Linked DNA regions of Macaca mulatta: region 1 is linked to region 2. Evidence: chromatin contacts called from public Hi-C data. All regions are on one chromosome and are shown on one strand. Each heading gives the region's core, a stretch centred on a gene start, on an enhancer-like site or on the middle of the called end of the contact. The rest is flanking DNA. Distances are from core to core; before and after follow the strand shown. Region 1 holds the start of KLHL8 (kelch like family member 8). Region 2 has its middle 16 kb from the start of AFF1.

What was found. A called contact is a pair of places that touch in the nucleus more often than the background predicts.
Region 1: a Hi-C map of fibroblasts shows a contact between it and region 2, with 2.3 times the contacts expected there. The contact joins the promoter of KLHL8 here to the enhancer-like site in region 2. A contact is called at or near these places in 5 of 14 Hi-C or Micro-C datasets (blood, fetal cortex germinal zone, fetal cortical plate and 2 more).

Annotation. Positions count from the first base shown.
Region 1 is chr5:96,541,037-96,546,675 of T2T-MMU8v2.0, forward strand. It overlaps KLHL8 (kelch like family member 8), which reads right to left and starts at 1,952. Exons shown (of 10, transcript XM_015138765.3): 1 at 1,780-1,952.
Region 2 is chr5:96,240,258-96,246,153 of T2T-MMU8v2.0, forward strand. No RefSeq gene overlaps it. Among named protein-coding and RNA genes, the nearest start is that of AFF1, 16 kb to the right of the region's middle. Within about 2 kb of position 2,409, at least 2 of the 40 cell types and tissues checked have an H3K27ac peak or open chromatin away from gene starts, as enhancers often do.

The DNA.
Region 1 (5,639 bases), core at 702-3,201, 300 kb after region 2:
ACAGAATATATAATCTTAACCAATTATCAGTAATCTTATCAAACGCTAAAAGAATTGGCAGCTTTAAAAATTAAAAGGATTAAGCTAAGTGCTCATATGCAGTTGAATAGAGTATCCTGAGACGTTTTTTTCTTTTTTTGAGATGGAGTCTCACTCTGTCACCCAGGCTGGAGTGCAGTGGCATGATCTCGGCTCACTCCAACCTGTCTCCCGGGTTCAAGCCATTCTCCTGTCTTAGCCTCCCGAGTAGCTGAGACTACAGGCATGTGCCACCATGCTCGGCTAACTTTTGTATTTTTAATAGAGACGGGGTTTTACCATGTTGGCCAGACTGGTCTCGAAAATCCTGACCTCAAGTGATCCCCCCGCCTCAGCCTCCCAAAGTGCTGAGATTACAGGCGTGAGTCACTGCACCCGGCCCCTGAGACACTTCTTTTTATATTTAGGCTTAGGCAATCTGGCATCTTGAAAGCAATTTTTTAAAAAAGTGACTAAATAAATAAAGTGACTAAAAGTTTGAAGTTTGAACTGGGTCAGTTTGACAAATTAAGGAGGGTGCCAGGAGGAAGTCTGAGGAAAAGCAGCAGCTTAATGCCACCGCCATCTCCAAGCAGCTTTCCAGGTGCCAGCAGTGTTAGCAGCAGTCCTCTGCGTACCCAAGAGTACCGCAGGGCCAGAACATGAGAAAGATGCGGGAAGAGGATTTCCTTCTAGAGAGAGGATAAAGAACACCGAGAGTCCAACAATTACCATCTTGTACGGGAGAAAAACAATGCAAAGGAAAAAACGTGCAACCAGCAGATAAAATACTTATGTCAACCCAGGTTCTAAGGACCTTTTCCCAAAGCATCCCTCTAAACTAGTGACATTAGCTTAGGGCAAAGAGTCAAAAATAAAGTTAGCCATGAACACAGATGAAAACACTGAACGTTTTCTACGAAAAGTCACCCGATTAAACATTGTCAAGAGGGAAAAACAGTGCAAGTCCAGTAAAGCACGAGGCACGTAGAAAATTCAAGCTATGTAGTCAAATCGCTCTCTGAAGAAACCAGCAAGACAACTGAGGCCAGCACGGAGTGGAAGGCGTAAAGAGCTGTCATCGTGTCGGTAACAACTCCATCCGGCGGCTGCGCGTCTAGAAAGAGGCTGCGGTTCCTGGTTCCACACCAGGAGGCACTCTCCACAAAGTCCACACCGCCGCGCCTGGGCAGGCACCTCCAGCGCGGCCAGCAAGCCCCCCGAGTGGGGAGAGGCAGTGCCTTCCTCGCCTCGTCCCCGCGCGGCGTGGGCCGGAGGTGGCTCACTCGCCCCGCCCCCGCAGGCAGCGGCTCCAGGGGGCTTCCGGCCGCCCTCCCGGGGCCCCGAACCCGCGCCAGCCGCACAGTGCCTGCCCTCTCCCTGGACCCCGCTAAGCTCCTGCCTGGGTCCCTCTTCGAAAGACCGGGACGAGGGAGCCAAGGAGGCGCCGGCGAGGCTGACGGAGCCAGAGGCTGGGGCTCCCCTCCGGGAGCCGGGAGCAAAATCCTGCTCCTGCGGCCAATGGGGGCGACAGAAGCCGTGCAAGGGAGCTCCGGGGCTGGAGCTCTTGCTGTCAGGCCCCAAGCCCTCTCAGCTGTGGAGTTTCGGTTGGTGCACGAGGGCTCGAATTTCCTTCGCACGCCAGAGATCCGAGACCAGACGGTGTTGCGACTTCGGGGCTGGGGTGAGGGAGGGCTCCGCGCGAGCGGACGGCACCGCACAAAGGAAGAGGGGACTGAGGGGAGACAAGCGTCCCGTTACCTCGATCTTTCGACCCTCCGCTCTATTCTTCCTGGTGTCGCTAAGGTTGCAGCCACGTTACCCGGCTCCCGGAGCCCCGGCCGCCCTCAGCGGCACCTCACCAGCCCTGCGCCAGCACCTGGCGGAGGCGCGCTCTCCTGCACTGCCCCGCAGAGCCCTGGCGGGCGCTTGGCGTCTTCTCACCTCAGCCCCCGCGAGTGGCGGCCTCCGGGGGCGGGGCGGGCTGGGCGGGGCAGGCTGCGCGGGGCTGCGCACTGCACTCTGGGAAGTGTGGTTCTCGTAACCTCCTCCCGGAGTCCACCCCACGACCTCGCCCCCGCGTCTCCCGGGTCTCAGGGACTGGGCGGTGTTGCCCGGCCTGGTGAAGGCGGACCAGGGCGTGGCGGACGTCCCCATAACAAATCTTGAAATAAAACACTGCATGAATACCTTTGAGCTTATCCATGCTTCACTTCTGTGGCAGTACAAAATTTAGTTTCTTTTTATGTCCACCAAATCCCCTTCTGCGGTTGTGAGTGTTCCTGGGATTTATGTCTCTGAAAAAAGAAGGGGAAAAAAAGTTTGCGTTTATTCCTGTGTCACTTTCACCACGTGCTGATATATAAAACAACTTGTGTTTACAAATACACACCCACAGTTTGTAAACCTAAGAAAGCAGTTAATTGACCTGAGAGCTCGCTGCTAAAAAGCAGTGGAAGTGCGCGGTGGCTTCACGCCTGTAATCCCAGCACTTTGGGAGGCCGAGACGGGCGGATCACGAGGTCAAGAGATCGAGACCATCCTGGCCAATATGGAGAAACCCCGTCTCTACTAAAAATACAAAAATTAGCTGAGCGTGGTGGTGCGTGCCTGTAATCCCAGCTATTCGCAAGGCTGAGGCAGGAGAATTGCTTGAACCCGGGAGTAGGAGGTTGCAGTGAGCTGAGATTGTGCCTCTTGCACTCCAGCCTGGCGACAGAGCAAAAGTGAGTCAAAATAAAAAATAAAATAAAACAGTGCAAGTAAAAATGCTGTGAATCAATTTTTCTATAGTGTCAATAAAGTGGAATGCGTGAGGCGGGAGATCAAGAGACAGTAAAAGAAAACAAAAGTTTTTTAAAGAATGATATTCCCCTAAATGTGTCTTTTGCCAGACTAAACTTTCACAATCTTAGGAGTCTATTTCAGAATAAATTTAATCCTAGGACCTTTATTAACACATATGAACATTAGCACATTGATTTTAATAGAAATGAACATACATATCTGTATATATATATGCATCTTCTGTAAACACCCAAAACAACTATTTGAATTTGAAATTTTATTTCTGGAAAAAAATCACTTTATTTACATTGAAATATAAATAATTCTTAATATTTCAAAATATTCCTCTTTAGAGCATTAGTATTTTGCACATTTAATGCAAATACCTTTAGAAAAATAGAGTAAGATGAGTTTTAAAGAAGTATGCAGTGAAGAAAAGTCATAAAGTGTATCTGGAAGGTGATGTAAAAATTGTTGGGGCTCAGAAACCAAATATGGTGCTTTGCCGCACTGAACTGAGGAAGCAGCTTCACGGTCTCTTTTACCTTCCCCACTACCCTTCCTGCCTCTCAATTCTTTGTCTCTCCCAAAGCACCAAATGAAGTCCTCTGAATTTCTCTTATCTGCCTAGAAACCAGACCTGCCAAAGAGGAACACAAATATAATTGCCTTATCTGAGTTTTCATTTACTTAACTCATAGTGGAGGAAGAAAGACTGAAGTCTGTCAACACTCTTGGACAGACTTTTGTCACAAACTATTGTCTGCTCTATGGGCCCAACATACTTTTTCCCAGGCCATTGTATGTTCCTCATTTTCCCCTAAAAGTCCTTTACTATACCTTAAGTTGCCACATTTCGCCAATCTCCCTTTCCCCTGTAAAGAAGAGTATATAAACGTCTCTATCCCATTGAGTTATTGGGTAATCATTCTCCTGAAATCTCCCTGTGTTATGCACGTTAAAATAAATTTTGTATGTCTTTTTTCCTATTAATCTGCCATTTGACAGTTGATTTTTCAGTGAACCTTCCAAGGGAAAAGGGAAAGCTTCCCTTTATTCCCTTTATTAAACACAAAATCCAATATGTATTTTACTTATTTATTTATTTATTTTAGTTTTTTGAGGCGGAGTTTTTCTCTTGGTGCCCAGGCTGGAGTGCAGTGGCATGCTCTCAGCTCACTGCAACCTCCACCTCCCAGGTTCAAGTGATTCTCCTGCCTCAGTCTCTGCAGTAGCTGGGATTACAGGCGCCTGCCACCATGCCTGGCTAATTTTTGCATTTTTAGTAGAGAGGGGGTTTTACCATGTTGGCCAGGCTGGTCTCGAACACCTGACCTCAAGTGATCCGCTCACCTTGGCCTCCCAAAGTGCTGGGATTACAGGCATGAGCCACCACGCCCGGCCTACAATATGTATTTAATAAGACCATGTTAATAGAAATTTTATTTTTTATAGCCAAAGTTTTTATTTTATTTTACTTTTGAGACAGAGTCTCACCGTGTTGCTCAGGCTAGAGCGCAGTGAGTAGCACAATCATGGCTCACTGCAGTCTTGATTTCCCCAGCTCAGGTGATTCTCCCGCCTCAGCCTCCCAAGTAGCTGGGATTACGGGCCCACACCACCACACCTGGCTAATTTTTTGTTTTTTGTTTTTTTTTTTTTTTTTTGTAGAGATGGGGTTTCTCCATGTTGCCCAGGCTGGTTCTCAAACTCCTGGGCTCAAGGGATCTGCCTTTCTTGGCCTCCCAAAGTGCTGGGATTACAGGTGTAAGCCACCACTCCCAGCCACTTGTAATAAGATCACGGTAACTCCTAAAAATGCATATAAAAAAGCAGAATGGCTCTTTTTCTTCTGCTAATTGACACACAATAAACTACTTGTAGTTACTAACAAATCAAAGAAATATACATATTATTTCAATAGTATCATCTATTTATTGAAGAATGTTTTTTGAGCACCAGACACTGAGCTAGGAACTGGGAAATATGCAGTAAACAAAACTGAATAGTTCCTGCTGTCATGGAGACTTAGGATCCAGACTGGCAGACAGAGAATTAAACAGTGAATAATGAAAAGGCATGCATGGGGTGGCCAGGGGTTTGGGGAGCACCTAAGGTACACCCAATCTAGAGCTTTTTGTTGGGGTAGAGGAGTCTGGCAAAAATTCTGAAAATTAAATGAAATTTTTAAACCAAATAGCTATAAACTGGGGCGGGGGGGGGGTACATCTTTCCCTAAAAAGTGATATATCTATAACGATGCTCTCAAATAATTATTTAAAAAATATATACAGTATCTTACAGAACAGGATATACCTCAACGGAAACAAAACACACATTTCCTAAATCAGAAAAATATCTTCTTAGCTTTTACCCATTCCTCCCTAGCTCCATTTGAGAATAAGCAAGACTAGCCTATAATAAGTATGGATCTAAGAAATTCCTTCCCTTCCCTCAAAGTCCCATAAATTAAAACTGGAAAGGATCTGATATCTGTTTGTTCATTCTATGACTGTACTTTAGTCAGAAAAAATTGCAATATTTTAACCCCAATCAACATTTGCTTTTTTTTTTTTTTTTTTAATTTGAGACGGAGTCTCACCTTGTTACCCAGGCTGGAGTGCAATGGCGCGATCTTGGCTCACTGCAACCTCCGCCTCCCAGGTTCAAGTGATTCTCCTGCTTCAGCCTCCTGAGTAGCTGGGTTTCGGCCTCCCAAATGGCCGGGATTACAAGCGTGAGCCACCGTGCCGGTCAACCTTTGCATTTTAAGTCTTTATCTTTAATCCTGGGATGAAAGGCTTTATAACCATCAAAAGAATTTCAGATGTGGG
Region 2 (5,896 bases), core at 1,159-3,658:
GACAAAATGACGTACTATGTGGATGCCAAAATAAAATAAAATAAAATAAACTTTTTCCAGATACTTAATGTTTACTTAATGGGCACATGAATAAAGTGGTCATGATGGCAAGAATGGAGGCTAGACATGGACTCAACAACGTGGGCTTCTCCTGAAGCTCCTAACCAAGGTTAGCCAAGCAGACACTATTGCTGAGCACCTTATCTGCCAACAGCAGATGCCAACACTGACCCCTGATATGGCACCATTGCCATATGATTAGCAGCTGTCTGGTAGCAGGCTGATTATACTGGAACTCTTCCATTACTGAGAGGGCAGAAATTCATTCTTATTAGAATTGACACATATTCTGGCTATAGATGCCTTTTCTACTCCTAATGATTCTGCCAGGACCTCCACAGACTCATAGAATACCTTGTCCACTCTCATGGTATTCCACAGAGCACTGCTTCTGCTCAAGAAATTCATTTCATGGTAATGAGAATACAGCAGTGAACTCATGCCTACAGAATGCGGATACTCCATCATCTACAAGTGGCTTCCCTATCTTAAAGGCAAAATTGCTTACTGAAAACTCATTTATGCTGCCTGTCTTAGTCTGTTTGAGCTCCAATAACAAAATACTATGGACTAGGTGGTTTATAAACCAGAGAAATTTACAGTCACGGCTGGGTATGATGTCTTAAGCCTACAATCTCAACACTTTGGGAGGCCAAGGTGGGAAGATTGCATAAGGCCAGGAGTTCAAGATCAGCTTGGGCAACATAGTAAGACATTTCTACAAAAAAATTAAAAAATTAGCTGGGCTTGGTGGCATGTGCCTGTAGCCCTAGCTACTCAGGAGGTTGAGGTGAATGAATCCCTTGAGCCCAGGAATTCAAGGCTGTAATGAGCTATGATCATGTCACTTCACTGCACCCTGGGCAGCAGAATCAGACTCGGTCTTCAAAAAAGAGGAAAGAGAGAAGGAAGGAAGGAAGGAAGGAAGGAAGGAAGGAAGGAAGGAAGGAAGGAAGGAAGGAAGGAGAGAGGCAGAAAGGAAGAAAGAGAAAGAAAGAGAAAGAGAGAAAGAAAGAAAAAGAAAGAAAGAAAAAAGAAAGAAGAAAGAAAGAAAAATAAGGAAAGGAAAAGAAAGAAAGAAAGAAAGAGAAAGAACGAGAAAGAAAGAAAGAAAAGAAAGAAAGAAAGAAAGAAAGGAAAGAAAGAAAGAAAGAAAGAAAGAAAGAAAGAAAGAAAAGGACAGATGGGAAGTAAGGAAGGAAGGGAGGGAGGAAGAGAAAGAAAGAAAAAGAAGAAAGGAAAGAAAGAAAGAAAGAAAGAAAGAAAGAAAGAAAGAAAGAAAGAAAGAAAGAAAGAAAGAAAGAGAAATTTACAGTTATGTATCATGTAAAAACAGGAATACCTTCGAAGAAATGTCTTCTTAAGTGATTTTGTCATTGTGAATATCTTAGATTGTGCTTACACAAACCTGGATGGTATAGCCTCCTACACCCCTAGGCCATGTGAGATAACCTATTGCTCCTAGGCTACAAACCTTTACAGCATGTTACTGTACTGAATACTATTGGCAGTTGAAATGGTAAGTATTTGTATAAACATAGAAAAGATCATGTGTTGTACTATCACTAGGTATAGGAATTTTTCAACTCTACTATAATCATATGTGACCATCCATCATTGACCATTATGTCACTATGCAATGCAAGATCAAGGTGCCATCCACTTCTGTGTCTGGTGAGATCTCTCTTCTGGATAGACAGCCTTCTTTTCACTCTAACGGCACATGGCAGAAGGGGTGATGGGTCTCTCTCAGTCCTTTTTTTATTTATAAGGGCGCTAATCCCATTCATGAGGGCTATGCCCTCCTGACCTCCCAAAGGCCCCACTTCCAAGTACTATCACCTTGGGGGTAAGGATTTCAACATATGAATTTTGGCGGGACATAAACATTTAGACCACATCAGTGCCAGATGTGAAACCACACATTAAAAGATAGGATTTTGACTTGTAAGATGCAGTATATGCTTTGAATCAGAGACCATGATGTAGTGCCATCTCCTCCACAGCCAGAACAAGAGTCTAGGAGTCAAGGATTATGAACGGGAGTGGCTCCTTTCACTACTGTATCAAATAACCCACTTATAAAATGTTTCTTCCTATCCTGGCAACTCTGAGATTTGCTGATGTGAAAGTTTTTGTTCTCAAGAGAGAAATGTTTCCATCAGAAATATAACTATGTATCCAGTCCACTACACTGGAAGATGAGGACACAACCTGACCATCTTGGGATGCTTATGTCACAAACTAACAGGTAGAATAAGTGGTTTCTATACTGCTGGTGACTGATCCCAACTACCAAAGGGGAACTTAGGTTACTGCTAAACCACGAGTACAAAGAGAACTATGTAAGGAACCCAGGGGATTTCCTGGAACATCTCTTAGTACTTCCATGTCTGTATTAGTCAGGGTTCTCCAGAGAGAAGAACCAACCGTGTGTGTGTGTGTGTGTGTGTGTGTGTGTGTGTGTGTGTGCACGATATGGGGAGATTTATTAGAGGAATTGGCTCACATGATTATGAAGACTGAGAAATCCCATGGCAGGCCATCTGCAAGCTGGAGACCCTAAGATGCTGGTAGTGTGACTCAGTCCAAGTTCAAAATCCTCACAGCCCGGGAAGCTGATGGTGTAATACTCAGTCCAAGGCCGAGGGTCTGAGAACTGGGGGCATTGGTGTAAGTCCTGGAGTCCCATAATCAGACAGCCTGAAATTCTGATGTCCAAGGGCAGGACAAGGAGAGTATCCCAGCTGCAGGAAAAAGAGAGAGAGAAAGAGAGAGAGAGAGAGAATTCCTTTTCTCTCCTTTTTTATTCTATATGTACTAAACTCCTCAGTAAATGGTCACTTGGCCACACCCTTAGTGTTCTCTCTTGAACTCTTGAACACACTTTTTCATTTTTTACATGACCAGGCTGAAACTTTTCAAATATTTCCATTCTGCTTTTTTTTTTTTTTCTTTTCTTTCTTTCTTCTTTTTTTTTTTTTTTTTTTTTTTTTGAGAAGAAGTCTTGCTGTGTCACCCAAGCTGGAGTGCAGTGGCATGATCTCGTCTAACTGCAATCTCTGCCTCCCGGGTTCAAGTGATTCTCCTGCCTCAGCCTCCTGAGTAGCTGGGATTACAGGCATGCACCGCCATGCTTGGCTTATTTTTTTTATTTTTAGTAGAGGTAGGGTTTCACCATGTTGGCCAGCCTGGTGTTGAAGTCCTGACCTCAAGTGATCCGCCTGTCTCAGCCTCCCAAAGTGCATGGATGACAGGCGTGAGCTGCTTTGCATGGCCCCATTCTCCTTCCTTTTAAATTATGAATTCCATCTTAAGTCATTTATTTCGTCTTGTATCTTACTGTATGTGGTTAAAAGTAGCCACACGGATCCTAAAAATATTTTTCTTAGAAATTTATTTTTCCCAGCTGGGTGTGGTGGCTAACAACTATAACGCCTGCACTTTGAGAAGCCAAGGCAGGGAATTCAGTTGAGCTCAGGAGTTCAAAACCAGCCTGGGCAACAAAATGAGACCCTGTCTCTGCAAAAAATTTAAAAATTAGCTGTGTGGGGGAGTGCATCTGTAGTCCCAGCTACTCAGGAGGCCGAGGTGGGAGAATTGCTTGAGCCCGGGAGTTTGAGGCTGCAATGAGCTATGATCGCACCACTGCATTCCAGCATGGGTGACAGAGCAAGATCCTGTCTTAAAAACAACAACAACATGAAAAAAGCTCTTCCATCAGATACTCTAGCTTATCACTCTTAAATTCTGCCTTCTGTAAAGTCTAGGGCATGAACACAACTCAGCCAAGTTCTTTGCCATTTCATAATAGGGATGACCTTTACTCCAGTTTCCAATAAGGTATTCCTCTTTTCCATGTAAGACCTCATCAGATTGGCCTTTACTGTCCATATTTCCACCAATATTCTAATCATGGTCACTTAGGTAATCTATAATTAGTCTCAACCCTTCCCTGCAGCTCTCCTCTTCTTCTGAGCCCTCACCAGAATCACCCTTCATTCTCCATTTACAGCAATCTAGTCTTTTCTAGCCTGCTGCTCCAAATTTTTTTAGCCTCTACCCATTACCCAGTTCCAAAGCTACTTCCACATTTTCAAGTATTTATTATAGTAACAACTCCAATCTTGGTACCAATTTTTTGTCTTAGTTCATTTTGTGCTGTTATAACAGAATGTCACAAACTAGATCATTTGTAAACAGAAGAAACTATTTAGCTCGCAGTTCTGGAGGCTGGGAAGTCAAAGATTGTGAGCCTTCATCTGATGAGGACCTTCTTGCTGCATCATAACATGTTAGAAGGCATCCCAGGGCTGGAGAGCATGCTCAAGAGCAAAAGGGGAACAAATTCACTTTTATAACCAACCCACTCCCTCAATAACTAACCCATTCCTTTGATAACAACATTAATCCATTCATGAGGGTAGAGTTCCCATTACCTAATCACCTCTTAAAAGTCCTACCTTTTAATATAGTACTGTTGTATTGGGGATTAAATTTCCAACATATGGCTGGATGTGGTGGCTCACATCTATAATCCCAGCACTTTGGGAGGTCAAGGCAGCTCACATCTATAATCCCAGCATTACAGGAGGCCAAGGCAGGTGGATCACTCCTGAGGTCGGGAGTTCGAGACCAGCCTGACCAACATGGAGAAACCCCATCTCTACCAAAAATACAAAATTAGCTGGGCATGGTAGCGCATGCCTGTAATCCCAGCTACTCCTGAGGCTGAGGCAGGAGAATCACTTGAACCCAGGAGGCAGAGATTGTGGTGAGCTGAGATCGCGCCATTGCACTCTAGCCTGGGCAAAAAGAGCAAAACTCCATCTCAAAAAAAAAAAAAAAAAAAAAAAAAAAAGGTTTTCAACATATAAACTTTGGAGGAGAAATTTAAACCAAATCAATGCCCAAGAAAAAACATCACAGAAAACTGTCCCCCTCAAAAAAGTAGAGGCTGGAATATTAAGACTCAGACAATTTAGAAATGAAAGTTTAGGTCACTCCACTAAGACACCTAACCAGCTGAGATTCCAGCTGATGGCAAAGGGAATACAGAGTAGGTAGTGGAAGAAGGTCATAAATATCAACCAAGGCCTCGTCATCAGTTAAAACACAGGGCTATAGCAGGTTGGCTACATATTTTCTCTTTGCTTGTAATATGTATGTTTATTTCTAAATGTTAACCATTTTCTTTTTTTCCCCCATGATTTAATATACAAGTTGTTGGAGGTTAGCTTTACAATTTAGACTTTAGCTAACAGAATATTTAGTAAACTGTGACTGAATTTGAGAAGGAATAAACTCAGTATTAAAATTTTTTAATTTTGATTTTTAAAATTGTGGTAAAATATGCATAATGTAAAATTTATCATTTTAATCATTTTTAAGTGTACAGTTCATTGGCATGAAGTACATTCATATTGTTGTGCAACCATCACCACCACTCATCTCTAGAACATTTTCATCCTCCCAAACTGAAATTTTGTACCCATTAAGCAATAACTCCTTGTTCTTTCCTTCCTGCCCTCCAGGCCCTGACAACCACTGTTCTACTTTCTGTCTCTATGAATCTGACTATGCCAGGCACCTCATACAAGTGGAATCAATATTTGCCATTTTGTGACTGGTTTATTTCAAGTATAATTTTTTAAAAAGGTAAAATTATAACTCACATACAAATAAAAAATGAATATGTGTGATAGGTTTTATTTACCTCATTAATTACTGAGGGAACCAGTAAGATGTTACAACTAGATCAAAGGATAATTCAAAAAACCACACATAAATAGGCAACAAGGAATGCTAGAATGCATTTATTTAAAAGATGCAAAAT